Regions from separate parts of the Sus scrofa genome. Here region 2 is linked to region 1. A link is a contact called in public Hi-C data. All regions are on one chromosome and are shown on one strand. Each heading gives the region's core, a stretch centred on a gene start, on an enhancer-like site or on the middle of the called end of the contact. The rest is flanking DNA. Distances are from core to core; before and after follow the strand shown.

What was found. Hi-C and Micro-C count contacts between places; a contact is called where the count stands out from the background.
Region 2: a contact with region 1 is called in a Hi-C map of liver, with 6 times the contacts expected there. The contact joins two enhancer-like sites. A contact is called at or near these places in 3 of 47 Hi-C or Micro-C datasets (embryonic fibroblasts, heart right ventricle and liver).

Annotation. Positions count from the first base shown.
Region 1 is chr9:121,640,557-121,645,763 of Sscrofa11.1, reverse strand. CEP350 (centrosome-associated protein 350) reads right to left here. Exons shown (of 43, transcript XM_021063750.1): 15 at 2,531-2,700. Among named protein-coding and RNA genes, the nearest start is that of CEP350, 52 kb to the right of the region's middle. Within about 2 kb of position 1,398, at least 1 of the 83 cell types and tissues checked has an H3K27ac peak or open chromatin away from gene starts, as enhancers often do. A contact at or near this core is called in liver, where this site is marked.
Region 2 is chr9:121,788,367-121,794,147 of Sscrofa11.1, reverse strand. QSOX1 (sulfhydryl oxidase 1) reads right to left here. Exons shown (of 13, transcript XM_013989655.2): 3 at 4,691-4,791. Among named protein-coding and RNA genes, the nearest start is that of QSOX1, 12 kb to the right of the region's middle. Within about 2 kb of position 2,352, at least 20 of the 83 cell types and tissues checked have an H3K27ac peak or open chromatin away from gene starts, as enhancers often do. A contact at or near this core is called in liver, where this site is marked.

The DNA of each region.
Region 1 (5,207 bases), core at 149-2,648:
ACATTGTAACACGCTGATTGAAGAAATGATTCTGTGGTCAAATAAATGTGAAAAATACTTGATACTACAGCCTCATCCTCCATCTAAAATAAAAAATGCATACTTGCATATTAAAATTGTTTATGAATCTTGTGAGAAAAAAGTCTGTTTCACTCTAAAAGTATTTCCCAAGTTTATGGAAACATGGAGCTCTTTTATCCTCAGAATACCTATGAAACAGCCTACTGTGCTGAATCAGTATTTCATAAGAAATGATACACTTTGGGTAGTGTTGATGAAATGATATCTAATGTTCCTGCCGAAGACTTTCAGAACACTTAGAATCTGCAACAGAGTTATACTAGGTTAATGATTAAAAAACAACTTCTCCTAGCACTCTTACATTGGAAGTAAACAGTTTAAATTAGCAATAGCTTTCTGAAGAGCTATTTGACAAAATACATCCAAATTTTAAGCATGGCATACCATTCTCCCATTATCTCACTTCTAGGATTTTTTCCTAAAGGAAAAAAAACCAGATTAATGCATAAAGATGCATTTGTAAGGATACTCAATGCAGCAGTATTTATATTACAAAAAAGAACCTAAATATCCAGCAATGGGGAACTGGCTAAATAAATTTCAATATATTCAAATAACAGAACACTAGGTAGGTACAATGGGTAATCTATATTCACTAACAGAAAGGTATCTGCAACCCAGTGACAGAACAAAACTGTGATCTCATACATGTAACATTTTCTATTTACATATGTCTACCCATCATCTGGAAGGATTCTTACTAAAAATGTTAACATTTCACACTCATAAGGATATCTAAGTCTTTAAAAAAACAAAAGCCAAAAAAAAAAAAACAGGAAAAAACAAGTGTTCGCATAAATGTGGAGAAAATGGAACTCCTGCACATTACAGGTGAGAATGTATTATGTTACAGCAGCCATGGAAAACTGTATGGTAGTTCCTCAAAAAAAATATAGACATGCCTTTTGATCCAGCAAGTCTATAACTGGGTATAAATATAAAGAACTGAAAGTAGTAAGTCAAACAGTATTTGTACAGCAATGTTATGTCCACATTATTCACAACAGCCGAAGAGGTAAAAAAAAAACCCAAGATGTCCATCAACTGATGAATGAATACACCAAATGTGGTATATACATATAGTGGAATATTATTCATCCTTAAAAACAAAAGACATTCTGACACATTCTATAAAAAACATGGATGTAAAGACATTATGCCAAATGAAAAAAGCCAGACACAAAAGGATGAATTTTGGATGATGTCACTTATATGAAGTATCTAGAGTAGTCAAATTCATAGAGACAGAAAGAAAACACCGGTTAGCAGGGACTGGGGGAAGGGAGGAAGAGGGAATTACTGTTAAATGGGTTCAGAGTTTCACCATGGGATGGCGAAAAAGTTCTGGAGTTGGGTAATGATGATGGTTGTGCAACTCTGTGACAGTACATTTGAAAACAGGTAAAATGATCTGTTATTTTATGTTCAGTATATTTTACCACAATAAAATAAAATCTAAAAAATGTTAATATTGGTTATCTCTAGATGGAAGAATTTAGGTGATTTAAAATTTTTAAATAGGTTTTCTATATTTATAGATTCCTGCTCCTTCTCTCTCTCTCTTTTTTAAACTCAATGAGCAATTTTTACTGTTAGAAAAAATAATTTTGGAAGCAAAATCATTCCCTAGGCACCATCCTGTGAGCTAAGAGGCCCTTGCCTAATCAGTATATCTTGTCATCTTAAGTATACAGAGCAAATTATAACCAAGAGTAGAAGGGGACTGAAAGGTATACTCAAGCACTCAAAAATAAGAGTGCCAAAGGGACAGCTACTGTGCCAAGTACTGAGATGTACACATTACATATGTCAGCTTCAAAATTATCATATGAAGCTTCTATTAGCAACTTTATTTTATAGATAAGGAAATTTTAGTATTACATTTAATGACACTCAGAAATGTACACAATATAAAGTTTAAAAAGTACTTACAAAACAATATGATGCCACTTGTTGTTGTTTTTGGCCCTGCCTATTGCATGTAGAAGTTCCCAAGCCAGGGCTGAACCCATGCCACAGCTATAACCAGAAACACAGCAGTGACAATACCAGATCCTTAATCCACTGAGCCAGGAGGGAACTCCTCACTTCCGTTTTTTAAATAAGGATGTATGTGGGAATATGCATGGTTTTATGTATATACTGGAAAAACGGGCACCAAAAATATTAATTGTAGTTATCTCTGAGCAGAAGAATCAATAGGGATTTATATTTCTTGTTTGATTGTTTATCTATAATCCTTAATTTTTATCTTATTAATGTATTCCTTTTGTATTGAGCAAAAGATTTATGTTATACATCAAAAGATATTGTGATGATAAATATGAAAGCCTATTAAATTATTATCATAAAGAAATTCATCTAACTTATGGAACCAAATCATAATTTAGATCACTACCACAAAAATCACTGGTTAGGGAAAAAAAAAAAAATGTAGAATTCCACTTACATTCCATCTTTTCCTTTTTTCCTTTCTTTCCTTTAGAAGAAGATGAACGAGATGATGCAGAAGACTGGGCCCCTGATGAGTGCTGGGAGGTAACATCCACAGAGGAAAGATCACAGGCAGACTTTCTGCTAGAATGGTCCTCCTGAATACCTAAACTGTTACTACCAACACTATCAAAAAACAAGGAATAGCGATTAAAGAAAGAAATAAAAAGTGTCCAATCAGAGCTAAATACACAGATATTCTAAAATATAATTAGACACAAGGAGAAAACTATTATCAAAGATGCTTTCCAATTCTTTTCCTATAACCATAAGCCTGGATTATTCCCTATGGCTCAATTTATTACTGAGAAAAGTCTCCGGCAGTTTTTTTATTGTTGTTTGTTTTTTGTCTTTTGTCTTTTTAGGGCCACACCTGCGGCATATGGAGGTTCCCAGGCTAGGGGTCTAATCGGAGCTACAATGCGGGCCTACGCCACAGCCACGTGGGATCCAAGCCGTGTCTGCGACCTACATCATAGCTCATGACAACACCAGATCCTTAACCCACTGAGCGAGGCAGGGATCAAACCCGCAACCTCATGGTTCCTAGTCGGATTCGTTTCCTCTGCACCACGACGGGAACTGTCTCCGGCAGTTTTTTACTAAAGTGGAACTAGTAAAAATGGGTAACTCAAGACTCATAAGAGAAAAAAGTATAATGCTGGATACTGAAAAATGTGGCCTCAATTTCTATTCAAATTTATAATTTGATATATTATAAAATTTTTTTTTTCTTTTTTAGGACCACATATGCAGCATATAAAGTTCCTAGATAGGGGTCAAATCAGAACTGCAGCTGCTGGCCTACCACAACCACAGGATGTGAGCCATGTCTGCAACCTACACCACAGCTCACAGCAATGCTGGATCCTTAAACCACTAAGAAAGGCCAGGGATCGAACCTGCATCCTCATGGATACTAGTTGGGTTTGCTTCCGCTAAGCCACAACAGGAACTCTCTATTTTCCTTCTGATACTCTTACGGAGAACAATAATTTAATATGCTCTACTTCAATCTAGAAATAAAGTAATAAATCATATTGATTGGTATACTAAATGTCATAATTAAATCCTTACAAGTTTTGATTTAAAAATTAACCTTTTCAAAAAAATAAATAAATAAAACAGGAGTTCCCTCTGTGGCTCAGTGGTTAATGAACCCGACTAGGATCCTGGTTCAATCCCTGGCCTCACTCAGTGGGTTAAGGATCTGGCTTTGCCATGAGCTGTGGTGTAGGTCATAGACGTGGCTCGGTTCTGGTGTTGCTGTAGCTGTGGCAGTGGTGTAGGCCAGTGGCTACAGCTCTATTTGACCCCTAGCCTGGGAACCGCCATATACTGTGGGTGCAGGCCTAAAAAGCAAAAAAAAAAAAAAAAAAAATCTTTTTTTAGCTCAAAATTTATACTTCTCCCGCTATAATTTTAATACTTATTTTCATTAATCCAACTAGATATAACTAATTTTTAAAAGAATATCCAATAAGTTTATATGCATTACAATTTATAATTTGTGAAGAAAATTATATTCTATATGAGTAGCTACAGAGTTTTCTTAATTAATTTTTTCTTTTTTGGCCACCCTCAGCACATGGAGTTCCTGGGCCAGGGATGAGATCCAAGCTGCAATTGCGACCTATGATGTAGCTGCAGCAATGCCTGATCCTTAATCCATGGTGCTGGGCCAGGGATTGAACCTGTGTCCCAACACTCCAGAGATGCTGCTGACCCATTTCGCCGCAGCAGCAACTCCAACTGTATGTGTTTTTTTTTTTTTTTTTTTTTCTTTTTCTTTTCACAGCCGCATCTGTACCACATGGAAGTTCCTGGGCTAGGGGTTAAATCCGAGCTGGAGCTGCCTGCTGATGCCAGAGCCACAGCGATGCTGGATCCTTAACCTACTGAGCAAGGCGAGGATCAAACCTGCATTTCAGAGACACTACATCGAGTATTTAACCCACTGAGCCACACAGGAACTCCCAGATTATTATCTTTTTTTGGCTTTTTGGCTTTTTAGGGCCACACCCTCGCATATGGAGCCCAGGCTAGGGGTCTAATCAGAGCTGTAGCTGCTGGCCTACACCACAGCCACAGCCACGCCAGATCCAAGCCGCACCTACACCACAGCTAACCCACTGAGCAAGGCCAAAGATCGAACCCGCAACCTCATGGTTCCTAGTTGGATTCATTTCCACTGCACCATGAGAGTAACTCCCAGATTATTTTATATGGTAACAAAATTTAGAGAGGAAATTCTCTCTAGCAAAGTCTAATTCACTATGTGACCCTGCATAAGAAATGACTTTAGTACTTTAGTTTTCTCTCTGAAGTAGGAATAGTAACAATATTTATCATATCAGCATATTATAAGAACGAGTTAATACCGGTAAAGCCCACCCAGTCCTCTCAGTGCCTTGTACATTAAGTGTTCAATAAATATTAACATTATAACACTGTTGTTTTTCAAAGATTTGCACAATTTTATATATTATCCCAATTATAAAAAAAATTTACTGACTACTTAGGATCATGGAATCAAGGATCTATTAGTTATCTTCAAATCTATCACAGAAAACCACTGCTTAATCATCTCAAGTTAATATACCATGGAATAGTTTTCCCAATACTAACCTTTA
Region 2 (5,781 bases), core at 1,103-3,602, 150 kb before region 1:
TGAACCCGTGAGGATGCAGTAGCTTAACGGTGCCTACCTTGTGGACCATCAGTGAAGGAGATGCCTGGGAGAGTGCAGGTGACTGCTGAGACCCCCTTTTTCCAGAGAGAGGCAGGAACATCTGAGTCCTGTCCCCATCCCTGATGTCACACCATCTAATGAGAGTCACACAAAAGAACAGCCTAGACTCTGTAGCCTCCCTCCCGGCCTTGAACTCATGAGCCGGCCATTCCTGGGCTCCCTGCTTTCAGGGCCCTGTCTTGCCCCACACAGGAGACTCTGCTCCAGCCAGGCCAGGCTTCTCAACTCTCCACAGTTCCTCCCACGTCTGCTGCTCTCACCTCCTCCCCTCCCCACACTTCTGCTCTCTCCCAACCAAATCCCACCCATCCTTAATCCCCCTCCTCCAAGAACACCTCCTGCCACATGCTGCCCCCTCTGATGGGGGAGAAAAAGAGATGGGTGAGCCCAGCAAATCCCCCCAGCGTTCACTGTGTACATGTAGCCCCCGCCTGTCGACTGGCTGGGGGCTCCCAGGGCCCCTGCAGAGGGCACTTTCCTGTCTGGCCGACCTCAACTGCGTTTCTGGCCAGGGTTTACGGTGAGCACCGTGCTGTGCCCCCAGCAAACATTCACTCAACAGCTGCTGATGGACGGACCACCTCAGACGCCGCATCACAGACGGGCTACCCTGCCCATGGGGCGATGAGAAGGATGACAAGTAACATTTATGGAGCCTGGAGTCATACACTGGGGTCTCTGCTAAAAACCTCAGTTCACACACGGCGACAATCCTCTTAGGTAGATATCATCATCCCATTTTCCAGACAAGGAAACTGAGGCTGGGCGGCTTCCTGAGTCACAGACGTAAGCAGGGGAGCCGGGATATGAAGTCGCATCAATTAGCTCCTCAGAACCTTATGAAGGGAAAACGTCTGTCCCCTCCCAACCAATGCTGCTGCTTCCAGTAATCCTGACCCAGCCCAGCCTTTGGCTACAAAGGGTCCTGTCCCATTACCCATGGAGGGGCACTCCTGTGACCATGACAAATGGTCATGGACCATGCCAGCCTCTAGGTCCCCGTGGTGCCAGGGGGAACCAGCCACAAGGCTCTCCCCGGCTCTGTTCTCTTCCAGCTGGGCCCTGGCTTCAGGCTGATGGGGCCCTGACATAGCTGGTCCGCCCTGCAGGGCCAGGTGTTTGCTAAACAGGCTGGGCTAGTGGAAGCGTAATGTTTGCTCACAGTGACAAAGGGCAGGAAGCAAAGGAAAGAGGACAATGACAGATGTCACTGGGGGTGGCCAGACTCTCGCATGGGTCTGTCCCCATCACCCCAGCAACACTCTCACTTCTCCCTGTTCAAACATGTCCTCATCCTAGAGTTTCTTGCAGCCTTTGTGGGAGGGAGGAAGGACAGGGGACAGAAGACAGAGGGACAGGGCTGTCTCTCCGTCCTGCTGACAGCCAGGCCCACCTCCAAGGTCTGCACTGCTTTCTAGGGAGTCCAGCCACGCTGCCCACAGGCACACCGGGTTCTCAATGGGCCAGAATCCCTGGAGATCTGGAATCTGAGGAGTGTTTTCCAAACACTAGAAGCAATCTAGTGGTAAGCTGTAAAATCGCTTTAGTGAATCACAGTATTTAAAAAAAATAAATAAATAGAACGGAAAATATCAGTGTGCTGCACTTACTAAGAATATGATTTTATGAAACATTTGTTGTTTAGGGATAACAGATACAAACCAATTTCTGGATCTCACGGTCAATACTGTGGGTCACAGGAGTGACATGTGTTCCAACAGCTCGGGCCTTAAAGCAGAGACCCACCAGGAGCCCGAGCCACTGTGCCCTAGACCGGAGCCCTAAGGAGAACCTGCCTACCTCTTCCTGCCCAAACTGAACAGCGGGAGCCTCGGAGGGCTTGGCCGAGGGAGGCCGCGACACTGGTTTCTGCAGCTCTTAAGAAATGGACAGGTGACTGCCAGCCCAGCCCAGCCTGGGGGGGCTGCCCATGTCCAGGCAGGGGGAGGTCAAGGAGACCAGCTCAGGGCCCTCCCCGCACCCCTCCCACAGGCGGCTGGGTGGCGGAGGAGATGATTAATCTGATTCATCGCTGGAGGCACTCAGGCGGCGTGTGCTGCGTGACTGGGGTAGGCGCTGAGAAGCTTCTGGATTGCCTGATGTACCTGGGCCGCCTGCTTCACACCCACTGCCTCCCAGACAGAAACAGAAAGCCCTCCCTCGCCTGGGGTGGGGGGGTGGGGTGCTGGCAGGGTTGCACCCCTGCGTGGAGTGCTCGCTGGGAGGAAAATCACTGGCCTGGGAGCAGGGACTCCGGCTGCCACAATGGTTTTCCCACAGCTTCCCGGGCGGGGCTGCCGGCCCTGGCTCAGCAGCAGGAACAGAGAGCTCCATCCGCCCCCTCGGAGAGTGTTTTTGAATATTTGAAGTTACAGACCTTGGGGCCAAGGACAGGGCAATGGCCCTGCCAGGGAAGTCTTGTACTCAAAAGAGAGGGTTGATAAACAATCTCTCTGCCACCACCTCTAAAGGTTACAGCCGTCACTGCTGGCTCAGGACACTTCCCCAGGCAGCCTGGTCCCAGCGGGCTGGAGCCTAAGCGGTAATGGGAGCAGCACGGCAGGAGGCTCGCCCCCAAACCCAGCAGGATCTCACTGGCTGCGAGAACAGACAACAGCCTGACATGGAGTTAGTGCTGGACGGGGGCTGGAGGGGGCCGGAGGCTTGCTTTTGAGAAGAATTCTACTTGGCATCACCAGGCTCAGATCCAGCTCAGGGTTCTGCCTGTCGACTGAAGGCCCTGACCTTGAGGCAGAATATTAATTCAGGTTGTTAGTGGAGGAGCAGGGGCTCCGATGTAGTCCTTTGATGTGGATTTTGATTAACCTTTGTGGCTGAAGGGCTCTAGGCAGTAACCCCTCCGCAGGCCTTGTCTTCTTATAGGAAATGCAAACTCCCCACAGACTTTGTTTACTGTAGGAAATGCGAATCTCTAGCCCACTCCTCCACTGATAAAAAAGGAATGAGAGGAATGGTGACTTAATCCAAGAAAAGGACAAAGAAACCATAAAACGTACAGGGGACTTTTCCAACCCTAAAACCCATCTTGGACAAGGACTGATACAGGTAATTGAGCAAGGCCAAGGGGACCCCATGTTGGTACCACCCCCCCATCTTTAGAGATAAAAATCCCTAAAGGACAATAGGAAAGCGGGGCTCTTCCCCCCCACCCCCCACCCCCCGTCCTGGGAGCTATTTGCTTTTCTTTCTTTTCTTTTTTTTCTTTCTTTCTGTCTTTCTGCCATATCTTGGGCCGCTCCTACGGCATATGGAGGTTCCCAGGCTAGGGGTCGAATCAGAGCTGTAGCCCCCGGCCTATGTCAGAGCCACAGCAACACAAGATCCGAGCCGCGTCTGCTCACACCACAGCTCATGCAAGCCGGATCCTTGACCCACCGGGCAAGGCCAGGGATCGAACCCGCAACCTCATGGTTCCTAATCGATTCGTTAACCACTGCACCACGACGGGAACTCCCAACTATTTGCTTTTCTTTAATAAAGACTCTGTTTGCTTGCTGCCTGTGTGTTCGTGGAGTTCATTCTTTGACTACCAAGAATCCAGATTCTGGTACCTTCTTTCCAGGATCAAACTCAGAGATATCTTATCCTGGGGACAATGGTTGGCTTTTCTATTTTCAAAGGCATGTCCTGATTATTCTTAGTGGCCACAGAGGAAACCGCTATTCCAGATGCCATTCTGGTGGGAGCACACTAATTATTTATTGCTGGCAGTAGAGAGAGATGCGATTTGGATTCTTTTGGAAGAGAACTGGATTATAGCTGGCCCTGAGCCCTGGGGAGGGCGCTAAGTTTAAAGGCAAAGCCTTGTGGCTCTGGGCTTCCCAGGGCCTCGGATGTGAGACCTTGGAAGTGGCCCAGATGTTGACTAAGCAGCTGATGCCCTGCGGTGAGCGGGCTGGCAGGCAAGGCATCATCAGAGAGCATATGCTACTTGCAGCCAGAGCTGGGGTGACGGGGCCCTCATGTGCTGGGTGTGACAACTCTCCTGATGGGGATCCCTGCTGCCTGAGACAGCAGGGTAAAGCTCTCCTGACAGGGCACTTCCAAGCCACTTAGATTCGAGGCACTTGCCTGATGAGGATGGGGCTTGCCAGTGTCTCTGGGGTCATTTACTGGGGGACCATGAGGCTCCCTGCATCTGATCCTGCCCACGGATGGGGCAGAGCCTGAACCCTGGTTTTACAGGAGTTAGACCAGCCTTCTACAGCTGGAAGGTCAGGAGGAGAGGAAAGAGGTCCCTGGGAGCTCTCGGCAGCCCAGGGGATGATCACGTAACAGCTAAACTCTGCCCATCCCAACATAACCACACGGAGCCCCCCTTTTCCCTTATAAGGGGGGGGGATTGGGCCAGACCGAGGGAACCTCTTTCTGTTCTGCCTCCCAACTCACATCCCCTTCGGCCTCTAAAATAATCAGCTCATCCAGGAGCAGTGCTCCAGGGGCTGTGATTTAAACAGGTCAAGCCCAGAAGCCTGGGAGGACCCTACAGAGCTCAGCAGCCGGGCAGATGCCAGCGTGGCTCAGAGCAGCAGGCAACACGCTCCAGCGGCGCTGCCCCCCAGGTCCCTCGCCCCTCCTGGTCACACACCCTCACAGTCGGGAAGCCAGGGATGTCAAATTCTCTGCAGACTGCGTTGTTGGTCTCCTCAGCACAGTCCAGGGCAGCGAGATTCAGCGCCGGTCTCCAGTCTGAAAGGACAAAGGACACGGAGCTAAGTGAGCAGGGCTGGCACCTCTGCCTGCTTCCCTCGCCCCCCACCCCAACACCGTGCAACACCCCACTGCCACCAACTCCCAGGGGACCTGCCCCCAAAGCTCTTAGGAGATAGGTCACCCCTTCCCCAGAAAAGGACCTCTGAGACAGTTGGGTTATTCTGCACACAGCCCATGCTGAGGATGCAATGAAATAGCACCAGCCACCTGCTCAGGAGGGCCATGCTGTCTCGTAGTGGCATCTGTCTTTCTGCATTATGCTCTGGTGGGGGAGGGGCACGGTGGCTGGAGGGGCTAAGAGGGGGGTGAGAGGCTCCTCTGCCTGCGGCAAAGCCTCGGGGACACTGCCTCGGTCCCTGCGGCCTGCTCTCCAGGAGGATCAGGTCCAGGAGGGTGAATGGCGAGCCTCAGCAGTTTCGAGTTCCCTTCATCCCTGATGAAGGCTTCTGCGGCCACAGGTGCTGGCAGTGGGCCCAGCCAGGGTGAGTGGGACATATGGTACTGGGGACAGGCTCTCCTGCCAGAGACCGAGGCAGGAAGTCTAGGGGAGGAAGGGAAGATATCTGAGATGGAGAAGCCGCAGGGAAAGAAGCCACCCCAGGCGGCAAGGCCTCCCTCCGCTGGAACTTACTGGCAAAGGGAACAATGGCCCCGTTCCGGGCCGCAGCCCAGGAGCTGAGAAAGAGAAAACAAACGCATCTACCAGGCAGACCTCCCGAACTCTGCTTCCAGGTCGGGTTCCCCTGGGGCACCCATCAACGTGCCACGTCACAGTGAGGCTGCTCCCTCCAGGAGGGTGGCTGTGCACGTGAAACCGGGCAGACGGTGAGGTGGTGATGGGCTGGTGCCACGTCCTGTGGCACCGGGCTCTGGAGGGATGTGGCAGCAGGAGAGACCAAGCGCTGGGGACCAAGCAGGGGCCTGGCAGGAAAGGTGGAAACTGAGTAGAGCCTTGACCATTAGTCG